Linked DNA regions of Mus musculus: regions 1 and 3 are each linked to region 2. The links are chromatin contacts, called in public Hi-C and promoter capture Hi-C maps. All regions are on one chromosome and are shown on one strand. Each heading gives the region's core, a stretch centred on a gene start, on an enhancer-like site or on the middle of the called end of the contact. The rest is flanking DNA. Distances are from core to core; before and after follow the strand shown. Region 1 holds the start of Rhbdd1 (rhomboid domain containing 1). Region 2 holds the start of Mrpl44 (mitochondrial ribosomal protein L44). Region 3 holds the start of Mff (mitochondrial fission factor).

The links. Promoter capture Hi-C pulls out the DNA fragments that hold promoters and counts their contacts. A called contact is a pair of places that touch in the nucleus more often than the background predicts.
Region 1: a contact with region 2 is called in a Hi-C map of CD4 T cells, with 3 times the contacts expected there. The contact joins the promoter of Rhbdd1 here to the promoter of Mrpl44 in region 2. A contact is called at or near these places in 2 of 39 promoter capture datasets (hippocampal neurons and pre-B cells), 1 of 484 Hi-C or Micro-C datasets (CD4 T cells) and 1 of 115 datasets of contacts at active chromatin or transcription factors (astrocytes).
Region 3: a contact with region 2 is called in a promoter capture Hi-C map of pre-B cells, with 7 times the contacts expected there. The contact joins the promoter of Mff here to the promoter of Mrpl44 in region 2. A contact is called at or near these places in 3 of 39 promoter capture datasets (the 3T3-L1 cell line, embryonic stem cells and pre-B cells) and 2 of 9 other capture datasets (adipose tissue and liver).

Annotation. Positions count from the first base shown.
Region 1 is chr1:82,314,557-82,318,792 of GRCm38.p6, reverse strand. Rhbdd1 (rhomboid domain containing 1) reads right to left here and starts at 2,214. Exons shown (of 7, transcript NM_029777.3): 1 at 2,145-2,214.
Region 2 is chr1:79,774,298-79,778,456 of GRCm38.p6, reverse strand. Mrpl44 (mitochondrial ribosomal protein L44) reads right to left here and starts at 2,439. Exons shown (of 4, transcript NM_001081210.1): 1 at 2,146-2,439; 2 at 131-599. The coding sequence starts at 2,324. It also overlaps a transcript of Wdfy1 not described here.
Region 3 is chr1:82,723,167-82,727,375 of GRCm38.p6, reverse strand. It overlaps Mff (mitochondrial fission factor), which reads right to left and starts at 2,486. Exons shown (of 9, transcript NM_029409.3): 1 at 2,292-2,486; 2 at 40-148. It overlaps C430014B12Rik (a long non-coding RNA gene), which reads left to right and starts at 1,455. Exons shown (of 4, transcript XR_865578.3): 1 at 1,455-2,589.

The sequences.
Region 1 (4,236 bases), core at 965-3,464, 2.5 Mb before region 2:
TGCCTGACCCAGAACCACAGCTATCTATCTATCTTACACAGAAAATAATAAAACATTAGGAGTCTCTGAAAAACAATCGCTTCATGATGGGACAGTATCACTTTGGTGGTAAGGTTAACTATTATGGATAGAAACAGGTATCACAAGTGATATATTTACATGACAATTTATTGCCCATAATATTCTGGAGTCTCAGCATGGCCTTGGCACCAGTGCTCTTTAGTCAAAGCTATGTGTTACACAGGCCACCACTAGTCACTGACCCTTTTTAACACTGTAATGAGCCTAGACTCAAGAACAGTAGCTTCAGACCCCAAATGATTATTTCTTCCTCTAGGTGAACCGTTGGAGAAAGGAATAGTTCTTAGAAAATGTTCCATGTAGTAATTTGGAGAAATAAAATAAAAATCATCCCGTTGGGAGCCTGTCCACTTAACTGTGACCGTCCCCAATGGACATGAGCCCTTCTTTGCTAAGATGGAGCCATACCATATATAGGGACAAAAGCTAAGGACAGAAACAGCTTTTGGTGGCGGGGTGCTAGCCACCACTGTATGCTTCTTTGTAACTCTGGTCTGGCCTTTACCAAACTACAGGACAAACTTAGGTATAACTAAGTTGAAGAAACAAGAAGGGCAAAGACCTTTAAACCACCTTGGCACAATTTCTAATAGTTCATTTTCTAAAATACCACAATGTAAATAAAATTAGTGGCATAACGGACTGCTGTAACTTTCTCGCTTGATGTGGCTGTTTGCATAGGGTCTCATGATGTAGCTCTGACTGGACTCCAAACTTAGGATATCTCTTGCCTCAGCCTCCTGAGCATTGCTGTTACAGGTGTGAGACATCCATAACTATCCTGTATCTAAATTTTTACTATTCATAAGTAGTTGGGATAAAAGTCTTTGCAGCAGTCATAAAATCATGCACTCCAACTGCTCTCTAACCCTACACCTCGTCCTTCCTCCACGACCTGTGCGCTTTCTTCATGCAGGTCTAGTAACTTCTCTTGGAGTGTTTTGTATGGGTTATTGCTACCCACTTGTTTTCACATGTCAACACTTAGTACTATGAAGTCACAGTTAAATGATTCGGTCAAGATTCCAGATCTAGAAAATACCTCACCTTACTCTAACCTCATTATGTATAAAATTCCATAACGAGTGAGTACTTTTTACGCTGTTATTCGTCGAACTCAGTACCCGGAAGTGCTAGAATGGACCGAAAGGCTTGCTCAAAGGGGTATGACACTAAAATCTGTACTGCCAACAATTCCCTCAGAAGATGCTGTTGATGGAGAGCAAACCCAGGACCAAGGCAGGAGCACTTGCTCTCCTGGAATGTACCAGAACACTAGAAGATCCGAAGCAGAATCAGTAATAGAAGCAGGAAGAAGGTAAATGAGGTTAGGACGTTGGGATGAAAAGTAGAGGGGGAAAAAAAAAAAAAAACAAAAAACCTGGCACCATGCCCCCCCCCCCAAAGAAAACCTGGTGTCATGAAGCTACTGAAAGGGACTTTTATAAATGAGTCTGACAACTGAATCTTAACCGTGCAATAATTAGATATTACAGTTGTTATTGTTGTTGTTGTTGTTTTAAATAATGCCTGTTTTGGAAAAACGGAAAGGCATGTGTGAAAAGAGAAGAGGTGAAGTCCCTCGGGTGTATGTCTGTCCTCTATTCTGTGGTACAGACAGCCTTACAGAGGTTAGGATGGGTCTGTGTGTTTGAGACAGAAGTGGCCGCCCCCCCAACCACCTGCCACTGCAAGCTCTGTGCAAGCTGATGCAACTTCGCCTCAAACTTCCTGAAGTCGGAGGAACCTCGCAAAAGCCTATCCGGGCAGCCTAGATCTCCATGAGCCAGGGAAGCGGTACCGGTGCGACTGCCCCTGCGACCCCATCCCGGCCGGCCGGAGGGGAGAAGAAGACCCGGACCCGGCGGGCCGGCTCCTCCGCCCGGTCCCTAAGCAGCACTTCCGCCCAGCGGACCCTGGCTGGCCCCATAGCAGCGCTTCCGCCCGGCCCGCAGCGGCCCGGATCTCAGCCCCGGCCCCGCCATCCGTGGTCCCGGGAAGCCGCAACACACGCCGCACAAAAGCGATGCCATACACTCAGCTGAAGAGACGCGGAAACTCACTCTCTCTAAGACCCGCTTGCGTCCTCACGTACTCCCGCGCTCGTGCGTCACTACGTCTGGACGCCGAATCCGGAGACTCAACTTCCGGCACGGACGCCGATTCCGCAGGCTCCACTTCCGGCGGCCTAGGGAAAGGAGCGGCAGTCTGCGCATGCTCCGTGCTTCGTACTGCCTTTTCGGCTTCCTCTAGCTAATGCGTAGCGCTCATCCTATTCAACCCTTAGCAACAAGGGTGTCGGTGTGCTTTTACAGCCATAACTAACTAATAATCACTTACCACGCGCACAGCGCATGAGTCGCCTATGGCCAGCTCCCTCAAGGCCAAAGTTTCTTCCCGGTGCAGTGTAGTCTACCAAGTGGACGGTGGAGACAGTAGCTGTTCCCAATGGGCCTCAGGAGAGCTGCTTATCCCAGAAAGTAGGCCGGCGAAACAGGGCCACGGTGTACATTTCATTCCCCAAGCACAAACACGAGGCCACACTGCTTAGCCTGTTTACTGCTTTAAGGGCTCGTGAGAAAAGGTTTTTGTGACTTAGGTCGTTTGATGCAATTTTCTCCTTCTAACGTGGAACCAGTTTCATGGGCAGCTTCTTCTAAAGGCAATGCTGCATTTGTGTCCTACAAGAAAACGATGTTTGGTGTAATTATTTTTCTAGTAATTAGAGGAGAGCTCCACCTTTTCAAGGCATGAATTGGGTGCAGGTATATTTACCAAAAGGCTTAGTAGCCACGTCTAGTTAGCATATTAAAAACTTCCCAGTCCCCCAAAAGTTAATCTTCTATTGTATAACAGAAGAAATTCTCCTAAAAAATTTTCCCTTGTAGTTGGAATTTGAATGAAAATTTCCCACACTATTAGGAGATATAGATGAGAATTTCAAGTGACAAAATTCTTAGCAAATTCAAGAATGAATTCTTATAATTTAACCCCTTTCAGGTATAAAAAAAAGTGGGGGGGTATGTAAGTCCAAGACTGACATTGCGAAACTGCATTCCTGGAAATGGAACCCAAGTGAGTAGGGGGAACTAAATTGCATGTAGAAATATATCTCCTTAGGAAGAAAACATGAATGCAATTTCTCAAAAGGAGAGGTCTCTATTTGTTCTTCCCACCAATTCTATGCATCCATTCCATTAATATACTCTTGCTTTATATTCTCTGTCAGTCTACCCCTTTCTATACTTACACTGTTTTTGTTATTATCTTGTTTTTAAGTGCAGAAGTGACTTTAAAAGAGCCGCAAATCAAGTCTCAAATCAGTAATCTCAAAAAAAATGCAATTGTAAATAGACAGGGCTTAGGAATGTTCTTGGGGAGCAGGCTGTGATGGTGAACACTAATGACCCCACAGTTTGAAGGTAGAGACAGGAAGATTGGGAGTTCAAGGACAGCCTCAGCTATATAACTTCAAGACCAGCTTAGTCTATATGACATCCTGAATCATAAAAAGTAAAGAAAAAAAACATTTTAATCCTATTTTAAATATGAGTAAAATGTTTCATTGGCATATAAGAGGACAGAGAAAAACCATTTTTTTAATGACCTCACCAGACATAGGGGCAAACACCTGTAATCTCTCCACTTGGAAAATAGATGCAAGAATATCAGGAGTTCCCATTATCTGGGTAATAATTTCCTAGCCTAAACTTTAATAGAGGGACAGTCAGAATTCTTACATGTAAACAAAGCTTAAAATTACTAAAGACTCAAAGCCAGACTAAGTCCTCTAACGTTTTTGTAGAAAAGCAAGTCATTGTTACATTACCTTGTAAAAATTATAATTTTTAAGTTCTCAAAAGTATTTTACTTGTCAGCTAAGATATTATTATGCATATTCCATTTAGTATATGAAATATATTTATGGTGTGCAGTTTTAAATTGTATCTAACCCTTGAGGGACAAGCAACAATTCTTAGCCATTTGACTCAAATTAATGTTCATAAAATATGGTGCCTGTGTTGAAACTGGGGGTTTGGTTACCTCCTTTGAACATTTCATAACTGGGTGGAAACTAGCAGAAAGGCAGATAGACATTCCCACCTTCCAGAATCCACCCTGAAGGAGAAAAGATGCCAGACAACAACACAGTGT
Region 2 (4,159 bases), core at 1,190-3,689:
TTTTTCTAAGTTTTGGGGGTAGGAACAGTCAGTTGTACCAAGATCTAGCAAAGGAATGCATGAGAAAAAGAAACGTCCCCCTCTGCCCACATGAAGACTGTCTGAACAAGTGCATCTAACCATTACCCACCCTGATGAACAGTGCAGCCCTTTCAGGGCCACTGCTCTGCAGCAGGGCTCCAATGACCGCGAAGAAAGTCTGACGTAAGACAGGCAGGGGGACAGGAAATTCTGCACTGAGGGTCAACTGCTCCACAGCCAAGTTCCTGGCCACGTGACAGACAACTGCCTCACCAGTGAGAAAGCTAACTAGACTCTCAGTGCCTTCGGCGGGCAAGTCTGGGAATTCGTCTTCGAGAAACTGTGTGAGGCACCGATGTGAAAAAGACAGCCCTTGTTCGAACAGTTCCTGATTGTCCTTAAGATTCAGAAGAGCAGCTTCTTTCTCTATGCCAAGGCTCTGACGTTTCGCCTCTTCGCTTTTGATGTAGCAGCTATTGATAAATGCAGTTTTGAGAAGGTCCAACGAAAAGGTTTCTTGTAAGCGAGATCCAAAGGCTTGTACCTCCGCATGGTAATCCCAGTTTGGCTTCTCTGAGCTGAGGAGGCAGACAGTAAGAGAGTAAGGAGGAGGGCATGGTACCACGTAAGGTGTGCTCTAACTTTACTACATAACGGAATGAAATGAAGTTTGTTTCTTTTATTGTCGGATTCTAACAGTCTAAATACAAAAGGTAATACAGATAACCACTGGCAGTCCGTCATTACTGTCTATATATAAGATGTGGGGGTTTCCCTTTGGCTTAACTGCCATATTAAACAGATTGTTCACATCACATTAGGCTGCTCTGCTAGTATTTAAGTTCTCTCTTTCTGCTCTAACAGTGACATTATGCTTTCTACCTGAGTATGAACAAATTATAACTATATAGATTCAGGCCACAAACTGAAAGTAATTATGTTTAGTTTATATATATTTATTTAAAGCTCAGAAATGTCCACTTGAATTTCCAGTTACATAAGTTAATATCAGTCTTATGAGTGTGTCAAAATTTCATAACCACAGGCGAGGGTTGAGGCTGTTCTAATTCAGTGGTAGTGGTAATTGACACAATGGCCTGGTGTGTGCAGGTACACTGTACAGACACACAATTCCAAGAATTAAATGCCTTTTCCTAGAGAAAATTAAATGTCTTTTCCTAGAGAAAAATAATGCCACAATAAAATCCTTTAAAGTTAAAAGAGAGAAGAAAAATAGATCTAAGTTTAAAATCATAAATCTAAATTTGTTTTCTATAGTTTTTTCCAATTTTAACTCATTAATCTTAAAATACCCACCTGTCTATTGGGCAAGGGAATGTAAATTAAGACATGATTCTGAGTCTTGCTTATTAAACCACAATAATTGTGCAATAGAAGGTGTATTCTCACTGGTGTTAGTGTAAAGGGGATTAATATTCTCCTGGAGGGCAATATTAAAATAGTAATCAAAGTCTCAGCTCAGGAATAACTAGCTAACTAGAGACAGTTCCTGCTTCTTTGGTGTTCTAACAATCTAACGGAAGTCAAATGCCAAAGAAACTGTAAGAATGAAGTTGATCTTCGTGTACTTTTGCCCACTAAGACAGAGTATACAGAAAGTGCATGATGCAGGATCGTATATAAGCATGATGCACTTTAGAAAAATCTGTGGGGTTTTTGTTGAGGTTGTTGTTGTTGTTGGCTGTTTTGATTTGTCCGACAACCCCCCCCCCCGCCCCCAGGCAAGAAGATTAATTAGATAAAAAACCTAAACTTTTATCCTCACTCCAGGCAGTGGACATGAAATTCTGTTACACACAGAATTAAATGTTTCTACCCTGGTACGCAATATGGTAGAATTGATGACCCTATTCCTCTTTAAAATACCCAATTGGCCTGAGATTAGGAAGTGACAAAATTGGGTCAATCCCAATCCCAAGCAGTTACCCTCTGGTCGACCCCATTTGCTTATATTCAGCTAGTGAGATTCTGCAGGGGACAGCCCAGCCCCTGTCGCCCAGTTCCTCTGCCCCATGCTGCCTGCAGGAACGTGCCCACCGCAGTTGCCTGCAGCCTGGTGTCCTCGCCGCCACCTTAGCCTCTCCACCCTCCCGAGACGCCTACCGTCGCACTGGCGGCGGCGGGCAGCGTAGCAGGCGCCATCGCTCCAGCTCTTTCTGGAAGCGGAAGGCGGCACGGAATCCCTTCTTCACTCCCCGAACCGGAGGAGCCAGCGTGGGGACGGCCGGAGCCAATAGGCGGCGAGGGCCCTGCTGCAGCAACCGGAATACAGCAGAAGCCATGGCAAGAACAAGGCAATAGGAGGCGGAAGGAAGACAGCCGGAGCGGTGTAGCCCGAACGCGGTTCCCCGGAAACTGGTGCAGCAGCAGAGAGAGGCCTGAACGCTGGAGGACACCGAAGAGGGAGCATGGCTAGTGTACTGCGCGTGCGCAAGTGCTTCTTTCTGCCCATTCTGTAAGTATGGGTGCAGAAATTGTTGAGAAACAGTTGCTTGACCCTATCAGTCTCGCTTGTGTTTATTTCTCATTAAAGCAGAACAAAAACTAGTTTTTAAAGTTCTAAATAAAACACTTAAATTTTCACAAGAAAAACATTTCTTGTTTACATTCAGTCTTAAAAGTTGCAGACCATCATTCCAGCCACTACTGAGGAAATGTTTTCAAAGTTTAAGGCTTCACCCAACCGTTTCCAAAAAGTCTCGCTTACAAAAGCACGTTCAGAAGTGTGTTTAACTTAACCAAAATTAAAGTTTGTATTTTAAAACAACTACTTTCCTCCCACCCTACCCCCCTCCCACAGGGGAAGACTCGGGACCAGGAGGGGTACATAAAAATATTAACAGTGAAATTACAAGTTTTTTTTTTAAAAATCTGTATCAACGTTTGAAGCTTTCCTAACAAAATATGAGTAAAAGACCTGAAGTCAGAAATGGAAGTGTCTCTGCTTCTTTTCCCATAGTTTTTATGGTGAACATCTTTTCCTTGAGAGGCACCTGTATGGTTCTTATACAAGGGAAACAATTCCCCTGCACTCACCCAGTTAGACTCCAGGGTCTTTGTGCCTGCTTTCACAAACAGCTTGTTCATTTTTTTTCTCTTTTTTTATTATTATTATGTATTTTCTTCAATTACATTTACAATGCTATCCCAAAAGTCCCCCCACTCCCTCCCCCCCCCCACTCCCCTACCCACCCATTCCCATTTTTTGGCCCTGGCGTTCCCCTGTACTGGGGCATATAACGTTTGCCTGACCAATGGGCCTCGCTTTCCAGTGATGGCCGACTAGGTCATCTTTTGATGCATATGCAGCTAGAGTCAAGAGCTCTGGGGTACTGGTTAGTTCATAATGTTGTTCCTCTGATAGGGTTGCAGATCTCTTTAGCTCCTTGGATACTTTCTCTAGCTCCTCCATTGGAGGCCCTGTGATCCATCCAATAGCTGACTGTGAGCATCCACTTCTGTGTTTGCTAGGCCCCGGCCTAGTCTCACAAGGGACAGCTATATCAGGGTCCTTTCAGTAAACGCTTGCTAGTGTATGCAATGGTGTCATCGTTTGGAGGCTAATTATGGGATGGATCCCTGGATATGGCAGTCTCTAGATGGTCCATCCTTTTGTCTCAGCTCCAAACTTTGTCTCTGTAACTCCTTCCATGGGTGATTGTTTCCAATTCTAAGAAGGCGCAAAGTGTCCACACTTTGGTCTTCGTTCTTCTTCAGTTTCATGTGTTTTACCAACTTCTTATGCTCGTTTTCTGCTTCTGTAACTCTGCCTATTTGCCTGTCAAATCCTCCATTTGGAAACCCCCTACTCTTGGACGACAAAAAAACCTTATCTTCCCTAGATCTAATGAGGATCTCTTGAACCCCACCTGTATTGAGAGACAGCCAATGTACACAAACTTTAGAGGTTTGTTTTAATCAATTGCTTTCTTTAATTAATTTGGCCATCATGATTTGAGCTAGGGGTCTTTTTCCTCACATCTGTGGGATTAACAGTAATCTCAAGCTTAATAAAGTTAGTGAAAGAGATCCACACACATTGGGAGTTCCCCTTCATACCTCAGATTAGGAACAAACCACACCCAAACACCTGCTTTCACAGAGAGATCCTTTATTA
Region 3 (4,209 bases), core at 1,237-3,736, 2.9 Mb before region 2:
AGACTAAGAAAACAGAGACAAAGAGAAAATTTTACTTACAAATGTGAAACAACAGGCTTGCTATTTGGCACTATCTGCTTCTGTGCTTCATATTAACTCCTTAAATTGCTCCGATGCACATGTGCTAGGGTGAGAGCCACTTTTATCCCTGCGGGAGGAGAACAGCGACTGAGAAACTAGATGATACCGTTGTTAGGGACTTAGCTAGAAAATCTTTAAATAAAAGCCACAAAGATTTACAACTTTACACTAATAAACAAAGAATTTCAAAAGTACCAAATTTTGATGTCTTAGAACAGACAGTCACCATGTAAGGCAGCAGCTCTCAACCCGAGGGTCTCGACCCCTATGGTTGTTGAGTGACTACCACAGTGGTTGGACACTTTTGTGATATTTATAATACAATTCATGACAATAGCAAAATTGCAGTTATGAACTAACAACAGTAATAATTTTATAGTTGGTTACCACAAAATGAGGACTGTATTAAGACAATACTACTGCCTCAGTTTTTAGATTGTATGTTTCAATAAAACAGAGGAGGACCTAATTATTTTTTCTTTCTCATTAAAACTATGGTACTTTGGGTATTCTTTGGTAACAAATAAACTTAATTTGGGGCTAAGGTTTTACTCCCACGTCTTTGGTCATTACATGCTTGTTGTATACCTTGAGATAAATCTCCTTCAGACTCCTATCTGATACCACAGCTCCACTTTCTAGGCCACACCCAAACATCCGCAATGTTTTCCAATTTCATCGGGGTCCCGTACATTACACTCAATTTCTTCTTTAGGTTGGCTTTCATTTTTAAAAACACAAATCTATTTTTAAGGGACTATTTACCCTTAATTAATATTCACTACCTTTGAACCATAAACTTGCTGTACGCATATAAACATATGTAACAAAACCAAAACTATTTAAAAAAATTAAGTCGCAGTGAATCAAAGGTCTAATCTAAGAACTGCTGAAGCTCTGAGTCAAAACCTTGAAGATACACAGGCACAGGCAAGGACTTTCTGCAAAGGGCTCCGAGAGGCTGAGGAAACACCAGCAAGAACTGGCATCATGTAACATACAAACTTTCTGTAGAAATTAAGAGTAGAGAGATTCTACGGGATCTTTGTTGGGTAGTCATATGGCAGGGGGCTCACATCTAGAATTATATAAACAACCCAAAAACCTACTAAAGGGACCCCCCCCCCCCGTATCTATTAACAACAAAAATGTCACAACAGCAAGGAGAGAGTAACAGAAGAAACTTTGTAAATCTAAAATGAGGCAGCCCTATCAGACAGGAAGAGAGCTAACACAGTTCCTTCCAGTAGTTCAGTAAAAAAACATGTACTCAGAGACACCACTGAGGAGCTATCTCAATTCACAGGTCCTCGAAACCAAAAATTAGACAACCCGTTATCCACATATAAACACACATACACACCCCTCCTCAAGCAATCTAGTTGCGCTCAGAATACTAAATAGGGCTCAATGGTCCTACTTTCCCTAAAGGTTTTTCTTTGGGGAATCTCATTAGTAGCCAAAGCGACTGAGGGAGAAAGGAATGTTTCTCACCTGGGAAAAAGGGCATCCCCATTCACTGGCTCCCCGTGGGAGGCCTGCTTAGCATTATTGGGCACAAGTTTTAGTCTTCTGGAATTAGAGAGCACCACCAATTCAGAGACAGCGTTGCTCTTCCCAGAAAATGCGTCCTGCTCCTGAGCTAGTGGGACTGGGACGCTGGTTTGTTTGTTTGTTTCTTGTTTTTGTTTGCTTGTTTGTTTTGCAATGACAAGTTTTTAGCAAATGGAGGTCAGGGGCTATGGGGGACCTGGACCCCAGCTTAGCGTGGGGTGCGGGGGTATAGCCCGCAACGCCTCCAGCGAGCAAGGATGCTATGGCCAGCCCGGGGTCTCCCAAAGGCCTTTAGTTATACGGATTTTACACAAAACAAAGAGTTACTTTTAAACGCGACAGACTCAAGGTCAAACTGCGAGGTGCTTGGGCCCGTGGAAGAGATGCCCGAAAAAGCCCAGATCCAAACTCACAGGCTTCCTTCCGTTTCCTAACCCCAAACTAATAGGTGTTTTTCGTTTTGTCAGTAAAATTCGATTTTTGTTTCACAGAACAAGATGCGGAGGTAGAAACGGTGAAGAAGCCGGTCCCAAATATTTACAGGGCAGGGACCTGATGACGGGCCAAGGCCGGGGCCGCTCCGCCCAGTCTGGAGAGGGGTGTCACTGCCGCGGCGCTAGGCCCGGAGTCCTGCTTGGGGAGACTAGAGCACTCACCCTGGGCCTGCTGGAGAGTCCCCGGAGAGAGGGTCGCCGCCCGCCGGCTCCGGGGCACTCGGGTGAGCGCTCGCAGAGGCCGTTGACCGAGCGCACCGAGGCGCCCGGGCAAAGAAGCGGCGGAGCGGCCGCGACGGGCCGGGACAGACGCGAGAACGGCCAGGACTGACCCCTTCCAGGAGCCGTAGCGGAAGTAGGTTTCTGGTCATGTGACGAGAGAAGGGCGGATGTTGCATGCAGGCTCCTGAGACGTCGACGCGGAGCCATTTTTGTCGTGGGCAAAGTACTTCCGTCTCAGGTGATTCCTGTTGAGGGGGTTTCTAGACTTTGCGATCTTTAAGAACCTTGCGTTTGCAGGTAAACTGGTAACCTGTTTTAAAGGAACGCCTGAATAAAAATTCTTATGGTGGCCCGCGAATTTGCATATATAACTAAATATTGGAAGTAATTCTTCAGCAGTCTAATTGTGATTTCCCTAAAACTTACAAATTAAGAATCCGAGAAAAGGGGAAGCTGAATTGGGTTTCAAGATAGTAGGGGTCAGAAATCTCTTTCAAATCTAAACACCCAACTTGTGGCTCCCCTCTGGAAGGCAAGAACCATACTTGCTCATAGAAGGATAGACGGGAAGCCAAATCAGGAAATACGACGTGTGCCTCTATTTTCATAACCTAGCAACTTCACCCACTGTTTCTCATCCTTGGTGACAACCAACCAGGGTTAAAGAATTTTTTTTTTTACAATCTGTTCCATATTATAGTTGAGCCTGGTGCCACACTCTTGAAATCCCAGTATTAGGGACTTAGGAGCTAGAAGCTATAGGATCAAGAGTTCCAGACCAGCCTCAGCTAAGTATTGAGTGGAAGGCCTGTGTCATTATCTATATCAAACATACACACTCTTTTTTTTTTAAACAGTAAACACCTTGATACTTTAAAAAAAAAGATTAATTTATTATTATATGTAAGTACACTGTAGCTTTCTTTGGACACACCAGATGAGGGCGTCAGATCTCATTACGGATGGTTGTGAGCCACCACGTGATTGCTGGGATTTGAACTCAGGACCTTTGGAAGAACTCTTAACCACTGAGCCATCTCTCCAGGCCCATACATGCTCTTTTTCTTGTGGTTATTTCCTACTAATAGAGTCTAACATGTTTATATTGGTTTAAATATATGTAATCTAGAAACAGTTTTAAGTGTTTGTGAGGATGTGCATAGGTTATCTGCAACCATCAATTTTATATAAGAGACATAAGCTTGTGGATATGAGCTGTGATTCTAGAACAAATTTCTCACTCCCTTGTGCAAAGGAAGAGTATTTACTCAAGTGATATAGTCTTGAATCTAAAAATACTTCCAAAGTCAATCTTTGGCTCATTCTTATAACTACAGTTCTAAGGAACCAGAAGTAAGAGGGTGGGAGGATTGCCAGCACTACACAATGAACCCTGACTCAAAACAACAACAAAAACCCAAACAAAGAAAATCTCAGATGATCCCCCAGAAGTGTTATTTTCCTTCAAAATAATGTGTCAAACTTTCTGAATTTCATTCTTGTGTGTCCTTCCTAATATTGGTTTAAGATAAGCAAAATTTCCCTTTACCTTCTGAAGGTCTCAGTGAGACCCCAATTAAATTGGCATAAAACAGCAGGTGAACAGAATGGAAGCATACACTTTTAATTAGTAATTTTTGCTTGTATGTTGGAATATTGAAAAATGAAGACACAAAGAAGTTCTTAGGATCTATAATCTGTATCAGAAGCTGACCATTGTAGTAAATTGTAAAAATGTGAGAAGACACTTTTTAAGTGTCTTTGTCTCAAAATAATCTTTATTTCAAAGGGGCCTACTGTGGGTGGTGTGTCCTGCTAATTTATAGTGACAAGTAATCCTCCTTTACGGACAGATTAA